Linked DNA regions of Sus scrofa: all the other regions are linked to region 1. Evidence: chromatin contacts called from public HiChIP or PLAC-seq data. All regions are on one chromosome and are shown on one strand. The core of a region is the stretch at or near the end of the contact, and the rest is flanking DNA. Distances in the headings are between cores, read along the strand shown. Region 1 holds the start of SHOC2 (leucine-rich repeat protein SHOC-2). Region 2 holds the start of SMNDC1 (survival motor neuron domain containing 1). Region 3 holds the start of MXI1 (max-interacting protein 1).

Evidence for each region. HiChIP or PLAC-seq counts read pairs in DNA pulled down with a chosen protein or histone mark.
Region 2: an H3K27ac HiChIP or PLAC-seq map of alveolar macrophages shows a contact between it and region 1. The contact joins the promoter of SMNDC1 here to the promoter of SHOC2 in region 1. A contact is called at or near these places in 1 of 47 Hi-C or Micro-C datasets (liver) and 1 of 2 datasets of contacts at active chromatin or transcription factors (alveolar macrophages).
Region 3: a contact with region 1 is called in an H3K27ac HiChIP or PLAC-seq map of alveolar macrophages. The contact joins the promoter of MXI1 here to the promoter of SHOC2 in region 1. A contact is called at or near these places in 1 of 5 promoter capture datasets (liver) and 2 of 2 datasets of contacts at active chromatin or transcription factors (alveolar macrophages and skeletal muscle).

What each region holds. Positions count from the first base shown.
Region 1 is chr14:121,345,993-121,349,190 of Sscrofa11.1, forward strand. SHOC2 (leucine-rich repeat protein SHOC-2) reads left to right here and starts at 1,946. Exons shown (of 9, transcript XM_005671457.3): 1 at 1,946-2,364. It overlaps BBIP1 (BBSome-interacting protein 1), which reads right to left and starts at 2,350. Exons shown (of 4, transcript XM_013983731.2): 1 at 2,212-2,350.
Region 2 is chr14:120,738,250-120,741,581 of Sscrofa11.1, forward strand. It overlaps SMNDC1 (survival motor neuron domain containing 1), which reads right to left and starts at 1,424. Exons shown (of 6, transcript NM_001166309.1): 1 at 1,227-1,424; 2 at 1-30. The coding sequence starts at 30. It overlaps LOC102164743 (a long non-coding RNA gene), which reads left to right and starts at 1,513. Exons shown (of 4, transcript XR_002338635.1): 1 at 1,513-1,593; 2 at 1,840-1,938.
Region 3 is chr14:120,642,354-120,645,561 of Sscrofa11.1, forward strand. It overlaps MXI1 (max-interacting protein 1), which reads left to right and starts at 1,338. Exons shown (of 6, transcript XM_003133181.6): 1 at 1,338-1,853. The coding sequence starts at 1,592.

The DNA of each region.
Region 1 (3,198 bases), core at 696-3,195:
TGAAGTTCTGCAAACACTTCTCTATCCACTGGACAGAGAATGTTCCTAATGTATTAAATGTTAAGTATAATCTTGGTTTTGCAATTTTTAATAGGCTGTGATGAATACTACTGAAAAGCTATCACAAAAACACCAGGACCAATTAGGACTTGCAAGAGAATTTCAGGGAGAAAAATAACATTGCCTAAATTGGAATGTGGCCAGATGGCCAGCAGTTCCCTTAGTATCTGCTTTGATAACATCAAGATTCATCTGTATTTGAATTGCAGGGCCCACACATCTTTCATCAACCATCCTTGGGATGCCAGAAGTTGAAACTCATGAAACTGCTGACATCAGTACACTTTGCTGTAGATTACATTGCATCAGCGTCAAGTGTAGGCAAAGTAGCAGCAAAACTTTATTAAAGGTAGCCAGTCTATGTTGTCAGTGCAGGACACTAACGTACTCTACAAAGACAGGAAGATTAAACTCTTCTCTGTAGGACATCATAGAAGGGTGGTGTGCTGAGAAGTGGGATGGATTTAATGAGCAACTCATGGCATGGTAAATGTAGCTGCAGTTAGTCATGATTGGTAAAGTATAAATACTTTTAAGTAGTCTTGCAAAAAGTGTTAAACTGAATCTAATCATGCTTCCAGACCTACTTCTGATTTGTGAAAAATAAGAGGAGACATTCAAAAAGACCCCTGGCCTGAACTTTTCAAAATGACAATTTTACAAGGTAAAAAGAGATGGCGGAATGGTTCTAGATTAAGGCTAAAGAGTTATAATACCCTGGAGTTCCCGTCGTGGCTCAGTGGTTAACGAATCCGACTAGGAACCATGAGGTTGTGGGTTCGGTCCTTGGCCTTGCTCAGTGGGTTAAGGATCGGGTGTTGCCGTGAGCTGTGGTGTAGGTTGCAGATGTGGCTCAGATCCTGCGTTGCTGTGGCTCTGGCGTAGGCCGGCGGCTGCAGCTCCAATTAGACCCCTAGCCTGGGAACCCCCATATGCCACCGGAGCGGCCCAAGAAATGGCAAGAAGACAAAAAAAAAAAAAAAAAGTTATAATACCCAAATACAATATATAAACCATGACTGGACCCTGATATTTTTTGCAAGGAGGAGGTATAAAAGACATTCTTTGGTCAATGGGAAAATACAGATATATACACACTGGATTTTAAAGACTGAAGACTTATTAATCATAATGATATTTTGTTTTTGCAAGAAAACTTTATAATTCTTAGAAAATAAATACATGTTTAGGGATGCCTGCTTAACAACAGGTGTCTGCAACCTATTTCCCAATGGCTCAATAACAAAGTGTGTGAAAAGGGATAAAGTAAATATGGCACAATGTTAACAACTGTTGGATCTAGGCGAAAGGTATATGAATGTTTATCGTATTCTTTAAAAAAAATTTTTTTTTTTTTTGTCTTTTTGGGCCACAGCGGAGGCATATGGAAGTTCCCAGGCTAGGGGTCCAAACAGAACTGTAGCCGCCAGCCTACACCAGAGCCACAGCAAAATTGGATCTGAGCCAACTTGATATTACCAAGATGACTGACAATTGTCGACTCAAATCTACAGAAGGAACTACGATAATGTGTGATAACTCTTGTAAAAAAACCATATAAAATAATACATTTCATGAATATTCACAAACATTAAGTTGTTTAATAAACCATAGACATGCACAATGTGGACAGTATACTTTCATCCAGAACTGCAGTCAATGCTTACAAACCCCGAGAAGAGGAGAAACGAAGAAAAGGTTGAAAATTTCAGAATATGCAGACAGGAAGTGGGGAAATAAGGCTTCGAGATGTTGTCACAGTGGTAGGGTGACCATCTTTTTCCTTTATAGCTGGGGATGGAAAATGATTTCCTCAAGCTCCAGAATTCTCCGACCTTAAAGGTCAGAGGGTGAAAGTGCTTAACAGAACTTGCTGGGGCGTGGTCAGGAGATCCACTTTGCTGGAGTTAGGGGCCCCTCCCGTCCCAGCTGGCTGCAGCGGGGCGAGGGAAGCCGGTAGAGCGGCCTCACCCCACAGGGAGCCTCAGAGGGGCGGAGGGAGGGCGGGCCGCCATCGGACCAGCCCGGAAAGAAAACCTATTTCCAGCGGAAGAGGCTTTGAGCCCGGCTCGCCTCCTCAGCGCTCCGTTTCCCAGGGGCCGTCGGGCCCGCACGGGCCTGACCCACGGTTGGAGACCAAGGGACACTCACCTCACTTTGCGACTCCTGTCGGAATGGGTACTCCCTGGGGAAAGGGGGGCGCAAGCTATTCCCATGCTTCCGCCATGACCCCTTTCAGAAGTGTCAAACGCAACTTCCGGGCAGGACAGGGATTTTCGGCGCCGTAAACTCTTGTCCACCTAGGTAAGTGACCAGATGTCCCAGCAAAATAAGGGCCAGAAAAGCCGCTTCCTCTATCCCCCCAATCTTGGAAAGTAGTCTGGAGTATGAATTAACTTGTTTAATATGGGATGTCTGGTTACCTTCGGTACTTTTTGGGGCCTACTTACAGATGCGTGTCTTCCCTGACGGCTCAACTGTTGCCCAGGGCAACTATAAGATTGGGCGAAGGGAAAATTACGTCACACAGGAGACCGGAGGCGAGGAAACTTCCGTTGCCATTATCAGATATGGCTGCCTTAGCGTCAACAGTAACTTCCGTTGAGAGTTGTCTCTCTACCCTGCTGGAGGGTCTCTCGGTGACCCAGCTAGCCAGCGGCGCCCAGTGGGCGGGAGAAAGGGCATAGAAGAGCTGAGGAAAGGAAAAGGGCGGGGAGAGTAAGAGAGAGAGAGAGAGAGGGAGAGAGAAAGAGAAGCTGGAGCTAATGCCTCACTCTGATTGGGTAGCGTCGCTGGCGACAGTACCTCACTCTGATTGGGCAGCTTCTGTTGCCCTGGCCCCGCCTGTTTTTCTTCCCCAGCGATTGACCGGCCTGCGCCGGAGGGGTGGGGCGGGGCGGTAGCAACGAGTGTGTGTGGAGGGGCGGGCGGGGCGGGGCGGGGCGAGTGGGGGAGGGGCGGGCGGGGGGCGGCGGTTGGGCAGCGTCGCTTCCAAGGAGGAGGAGGAAGGGCGAGCTAGGAGGATGGCGGAGTCGGGGCTCCTGACGGTAACCAGGGGCCGCTGAGGCGGGAGGGTGCTTGTTGGCCGGTTCTTCCTGCCTTCCTTCCTGCCGGTCGGGCGGGCTGTCGGTAGGGGGA
Region 2 (3,332 bases), core at 174-2,673, 610 kb before region 1:
TGCCAGCTGCTTTGCTAGATCCTCTGACATCTGGGGAAAATGAAAAGAGTAAGGCCATAAAAACAAAACCAAAAAACAAACCATAAAAAATAATTTTTCTCTGTCTGAATTAACCCTTACCAATTTTGCTCCCAACCCATTATAATTCATTGTAGCTTAATTTATCTGTGTTACCTTTACTTTCAGTTCAGAGAAAAGTTGTGAGCCAAACCACAAACTCCAAGGCAACAGACGCTCAAGATTATAAACATATCAGAAAAACTCCATATAGTAACAGAAAACAAAGGTAAGAGGGAAAAGGAGACTTTCTAATTTTCTTTAAACTCTTGTTAACAGGGAAGACACACAGGCTCAGTTAACAGGGTTGTTATATAGTCACCAAAAGAAAAGGGGGAAAAAGTACCAAACTGTTAAAAGAGGCGAGACTTTATTTTTTTGAGCGCTAAAAAATACTTCCCAAACCAAATATAAATGGCTTTTAGATTAACTACGCAATTAATTCTCTCCACAAGAGCTATCCAATTAATACGAGTGTGTTTAGAAACTCTTCTCCAGAGCAAAAATCTTTCATCCAGTCGCTTAAATATTGCTGATGGTTTTTCTTCAGTAAAAGAAACAGCACAGATATTTTCCTTAGGAATTCTAAAGAAACGTGTCGTTCACCAAATCCCGCTCGTTCTTCTGAAAATAAGATAGGAGAGAATTCTTTCCCGCTTTCTTAGCAAACACAACGGGTTTCCGAGGACCCGTCTGTCTCACAGTTCTCGTCCAACTACAGCCCAGAGTCTGGAAGGGCTCCAAAGAGGTTAGAGCGAGCCAGGCTGTTCTCCCTCAGTGACCAGTACCTCAAAGCCCGCCACAACTTGCTCTATTATTTCAGACCTCGAAATTCAAACAGCTTCCAGGGAAACCGAAACACGAACGGAGCGGAGGCCAGCGGAGCCGGAGCCCCACACCCGCAAACACGCTCCGCACCGAAGGGCCAGGGCGTCTCTAAGACGCCTCCCGCGCCCCTACCCCACCCATTGGGTGCCCAGGATTAGTCCAACCCGGTCCGAGGCCGTTCCGGGCTCAACTCTAGGTGGGAGAAGAGACCGCGCCCCTAACACTCTGGCTAGGACCCGGGCCCTCCAGCGCGGCTGGCTGCTGGGCCTCAGGCCTCCGCTTCAACTCGGGAGAGGCCGAGGCCCGACGAGGCCTCACTCGCTCCCTCGTCGGTTTGTTACCTTGTGTGGGGTTGGGGTCGGGGCAGTGGGAAGGGGTCGGGGCAAATGAGCCCAGTGGCGGTGGCGGCGAGAGTGGCAGCAGCAACAGCAGCAGGAAAAATCTCAGCAGCGACAAGCTGTCTCGGTCTGAAGAGGGAAGAAATCTACCGGCCGCGAAGAAGAGTGGACGAAAACTGGGCACTGGAAAGAGGAAAAGACAGAGGCGGGTGAAATCTCGCGAGTAGTTAAAAATCCTCGCGAGACGTCGCTCGATCACGTGATTCCTGGTACCCTCTAGACTGCCTGCATTTAATCAGGTTAGGGACGTGAAGTGGGCGGGGTTACTAAGGAAGGAAATGGCGTAACTATGATGCACAAGTTACCGGATGTACGTTCGTCTTGTCTCAGTTCTGGCTCAGTGAGGGGAGCTTTTGGATTGTTAATTTAGGGGTGGGTGCTGTCCGGCTTTTCCAGAGGTTCGCAGGGTGCTGGGTAGTGGGAGGAAAGGGGTTTAATGTAGCATTCATACTAGCGGTTGGTTCTCATGCAGTCGGGGTACCAGCCGCATCAGCATCGCCTGGTTTTTATTTTTTTACAATAATTTAAAATTTATTGCAAAAATTATTTATTACAGATTCTCAACCTCAGGCCTCTGAATCAGAAACTCAACTCTGAGGATAGGCTCAGCAACCTGTTTCATGGAGCCCTCCAAGTAATACCAAAGTCCGGGCAGGTTTGAGCTGTATATAATAATAAAAGTCTTGGAGTTCTCTTGTGGCGGCAGCGGGTTAAGGATCCCAAGGTTTCCGCGTTGTCAGTGCAGCGGCTTTCATTACCGTGGCTCGGGTTTGATCCCTGACTCAGCAACTTCCACATGGCTCTGGCAAAAAAAAAAAACAAACATAAAAGGTCTTTGTGGCTACAAAAGCGCTGATTAGGTTATGGCAGAACCCATTGGACAGGAGAATGGTTTATTTAAAACCCATTTGGGGAGTTCCCGTCGTGGCGCAGTGGTTAACAAATCCGACTAGGAACCATGAGAACCATGAGGTTGCGGGTTCGATCCCTGGCCTTGCTCAGGATCTGGGTTGCCGTGAGCTGTGGTGTAGGTCTGCTCGGATCCCGCGTTGCTGTGGCTCTGGTGTAGGCTGGAGACTACAGCTCCCATTCGACCCCTAGCCTGGGAACCTCCATATGCCGCGGGAAGCGGCCCTAGAAAAGGCAAAAAGACAATAAATTAATTAATTAATTAAAACCCATTTGGGGAATTCCACTGTGGCGCCCTGGGTTAAGCATCCAGCATTGCCACAGTGCTGTGACAGGTTGCTGCAGCTGCAGCTCAGATTTGATCCCTGGCCCAGGTATATTCCATATTCCAAGGGTGTGGCAGGAAAAAACCCAAACCTCTTTTGTTAGCCCTTACCTGGTTTTCATTACGTTATGTAGGTTAATATCGCCTGAAGGGGAACAAGTTATAATCTTGGGTGATAAGCAGAGTGGTGTGAATACTTCCATTTATGTTTAAAAAGAAATGTGCATCAAGTGTGTAATCTTATGTGCTGTTTATGGACTGATAAACAAACCTGGAGATTTGGAATGAAAGCAAAATGTTTTCACTGATTATGCTTTTTACTTTTTAATCCTCTTTTTTCATAGCATAAAAGTTTTTTCCAAATTAAAAAATATATATAGTTTAAAAAAGGGTAAAGGCCTGAGACACAGAGGCTATATGAATGCCAGGAGAGAATCTTCCCTGGAGGATTGGGGTCTTGCTAGAACTTTAAGAAAGTCCTCCTCTAATGTGGGCTAACTCTTCTGGATTGTGACAACATCTTGCTTCAGTGCCTTCTTGCCTTCTCTTTTCTTTTGTTTTCTTTTCTTTTCGAAGAGGTCTTAATGTGTTCTTCTCTATGTACACACTCATCCCTCATGTTGAGTCAGATAACTATAGAGAGAAAACCAGGACAGGTTTGTTATGATTGAGGTGATAGTCAACTTGCAAGAACTGAAAATGCTGGAGTTCCCATGGTAGTGTTAATGAACCCAACTAGTATCCATGAGGACTCAGGTTTAATCCCTGGCTTTGTTCAATGGGTTAAGGATCCAGTTTTGGCATGAGCTTTGGTG
Region 3 (3,208 bases), core at 88-2,587, 700 kb before region 1:
TTACTGTAGTCCAAAATCACACAAGACTTTCCTGAGAGTGTGTGTACTGTTCTACATGGAAGGGGCTTCACAAAGAAATGTACTTTCTCTCCTTTTTTTCCAAAAAGTTTCCATTTCCAGTAAAATTCTTCCTGACGAATGTGTACAAAGCTGTCTCTAAGTAAGGTAGCTGGGTGGCACAAATCCATGGGCAGCATTCATGATGTCTTCTATGTAAATAGTTCCCCTGCAGGAAAACTCCAGGTGGCCTTGCAAGGTGACAATATTTAGAAGGGCTTATTGCAAAGATGTTTTCCAACAAAGTGCAGAAAAGTCTTGCTTCCTGCAACTTATTTTCCTGCTTAGGTGCAGGTAGGGGACTCAGCCTCTTCTCTGGATCTATACTGCAAGCAAAAGCTCTTACTAGGGGCCAGGCAGCATCCTAAGGGCGATTATAATTTAATTAATGCATTATTCTTATCAGAGTTTTCATGGATGGGGACACTTAGGCCAAGAGAGGTTAGAGGACTCATCCAGGCTCACGCAGCCTATACAGAGCAGAGCTGGGACTTGAATCCTTCTCTGTGGCACTTCCCAAGGGCCCTGACTCCCACCACACACCCCAGATCTGGAAAGCATCAATGGTTCCTGTACACCCTAACTGTTAGCTCTGCTGGAGCAGTGAAAACTATGTCAACTTGGGTGGGGCTCTTCAGAGCCAAAAGGTGGAATTCAGCTGCGGTAGAGGTGGGAGGTTCCTGGGCTGCCATTTCTGCCTTTCTGTCAAATAAAAGAGGGCCAGGTGTGGAGGCATCCTACTGTGAGCTTTGCACAGCTGGACTAAGGCTGGGAAAGAGGAGTGTAGATAGAGATGCTTGCATCTCCTCCCCCTTCCTGGAAAATAACATTGCATTTGAAGGGAGACAGAAAGAGTGAGTAAATCTGTAACTGGGATATGGTGGCCTGGGGATTTCATTTGGTCCTGTGAAGGCAGACACCCCGGCCTCTGTGAATGAGTGTGTGGATTGGGGGGAGAAAACTGAGGATTACATATGATGATTTTTTGGACTTTTTTTTTTTTTTAAGTCATAGCAGCTACCATTTATTGGAAACCTACTATGTGTCAGGCATTATTATTTTTATGTAAAGAAAAAATAGCCTAGTCGTTTGTTTTTTTGCAGGTGCTTTCAGAGCCATACGTTCTACACTGTGGTGAGATTTGGGGAGAGGCGGGGAAGTACGCAGGGACTAGCAGGGGGCGGTCCCCGCCGCGCTAGTCTCCACCTTTTATTTTGACCGGTCCGATGGCGACAGGCTCGCACTAGGACCCAGGCGCCAGAGCGCCTCCGTCCGTCCTGTAGGTTCATTCAATCTCCCATACACACAGACCCACTGCGAGACCGACACACACACACACACACACACACACACGCACACACACACACACACACACTCAAACACACAACTGCACGCAGAAGGCTCGGGAAGTCAGGTCGCCTCTTCGCCTCGGCGCTTTAGTTGCTTCAGCCAGCCGGGTCTCCCCTGGGGCCCGGAGCTCGGCCGAGCCGCGCAGCCCCAAAAGAGGACGAGCTTGGCGGACCCCGGTCCCTCCATGGGCAAACGCGGGCGGCCGCGCAAGGAAGCGCGCTGCGAGGGCGCGGGGCTGGCCCCCGCCGCGCCCCCGGCGGTGGCCGCGCCCCAGCCCCCGGCCCAACCAGAGGAGCCCGCGGGGGCCAAGCTCAGGTGCCCCTTCTCGGACATTTTCAACACCAGCGAGAACTCGATGGAGAAGCACATCAACACTTTTCTGCAAAACGTGCAGATTCTGCTCGAGGCCGCCAGCTACCTGGAGCAGATCGAGAAAGAAAACAAAAGTAAGTTTGGGGGCCCCGGCTCCTCCTCGGCGCCTGGCTCTTTCTTCCTCGCCCACTTGGGCAACCCCTGTCGCCTGCTTGGCCCCCTCCCTCCAACACACACATCCAGCCCTCGGCATTAAAGCCGATGACACCGGAGAAAGGACACGCACGCACAAAGCTGCTAAAGATGTAACAAAGACGAGCGGGGGCGGGGGGGGCTGTCGGTGCGTCTGTCTGTCCGTCTCCTCTAGGCTAGGAGGACCGCTGGGCCGAGGAGCCGGGGGAGTGTTGTTGTTTGCTGACAACTGAGCCGAGAGCTCATCTCTTCGAGGTCGCCTTTCTTCCTTTTTTTTTTTTTTTTTTTTTTTTTTCCGGAGCCTTCTCCGGCAGACAAGTGTTGTTTTTCTGAAGCTCGTTCTTGGGTGGGGTGGGGATTAGAAGCCGAAAGTTGGAAACCATAGGCAGAGCTCAGCGGTTCCAGAAAGAAAACACACAGACACACACGACAACGATAACAACAACAACCAAACAGCCCTCCACAGCGTGGGCTCGGGCTGGCACGGCTCTGCTTCTCCCTCCTGTCTACTTTGCTTTTTCCTCTCCTCTCGCAGCAGGGCTGGGCTCACGCCATCGCGTCCACGGATACAGTCCCCCTGCGCCTCTGTTGCCCTGGGGTGTACCCCCCAAAGAAACAGGCCGGTAAAGCCAGGCAGAGCCAGCAGCTTGCCCCGGACCCGCCATCCTACGCCCGGGAAACTCGACGAGGGGGAGGCAGCTAGAAGGAAACTTTGGGATCTCTCAGGAAACAATAGTTGGGGAAGAAGGTGTGGGCTGCTATGTGCGGTTTCTTTATTTTCCGGGAGACGGCTCCCTAGTGAGCGCGTTGGGCGAGGAAGGCAAGTGCCTTGCTGGTGGATTTCTGCTGTTCCCCCCACCCCCACCCCAGATTCAGGTGGAGAGTGATGTGGGGTGGGGGTGTTGGGAGTTCCACACTGGCCTGGCCTTCTTTTTTGTATTTGTTTGATTTTTGCCCCCGCCAGCTGGGTCCCCCAAACCTCCCCAGGCAGTCGACTCAGCGCCCTAACGGGGGCACGCGTGTGCGCCGTCTCCAGCACTATCCTCACAAATAATAGCTGCGAGAAGGGGGAAGGGGCTGAGGCAGATAGACAGACGGACTAGAGAAAAGCAGGCTGTTTAATCTGTCCGAAGAAGTAGGAAGATCAGTGAGATGGGGGGGGTAATGGAGGGAGAGAGAAAGAAGGGGGGGAAATGGTCCGATTGCAACGTGTCAGATCTTGCAGCCTCCTCCCCCCCAAAAAACACAACAACCCTCAAACACAAAAACACCTTAGCTAACCAACAACCCAGGCCCT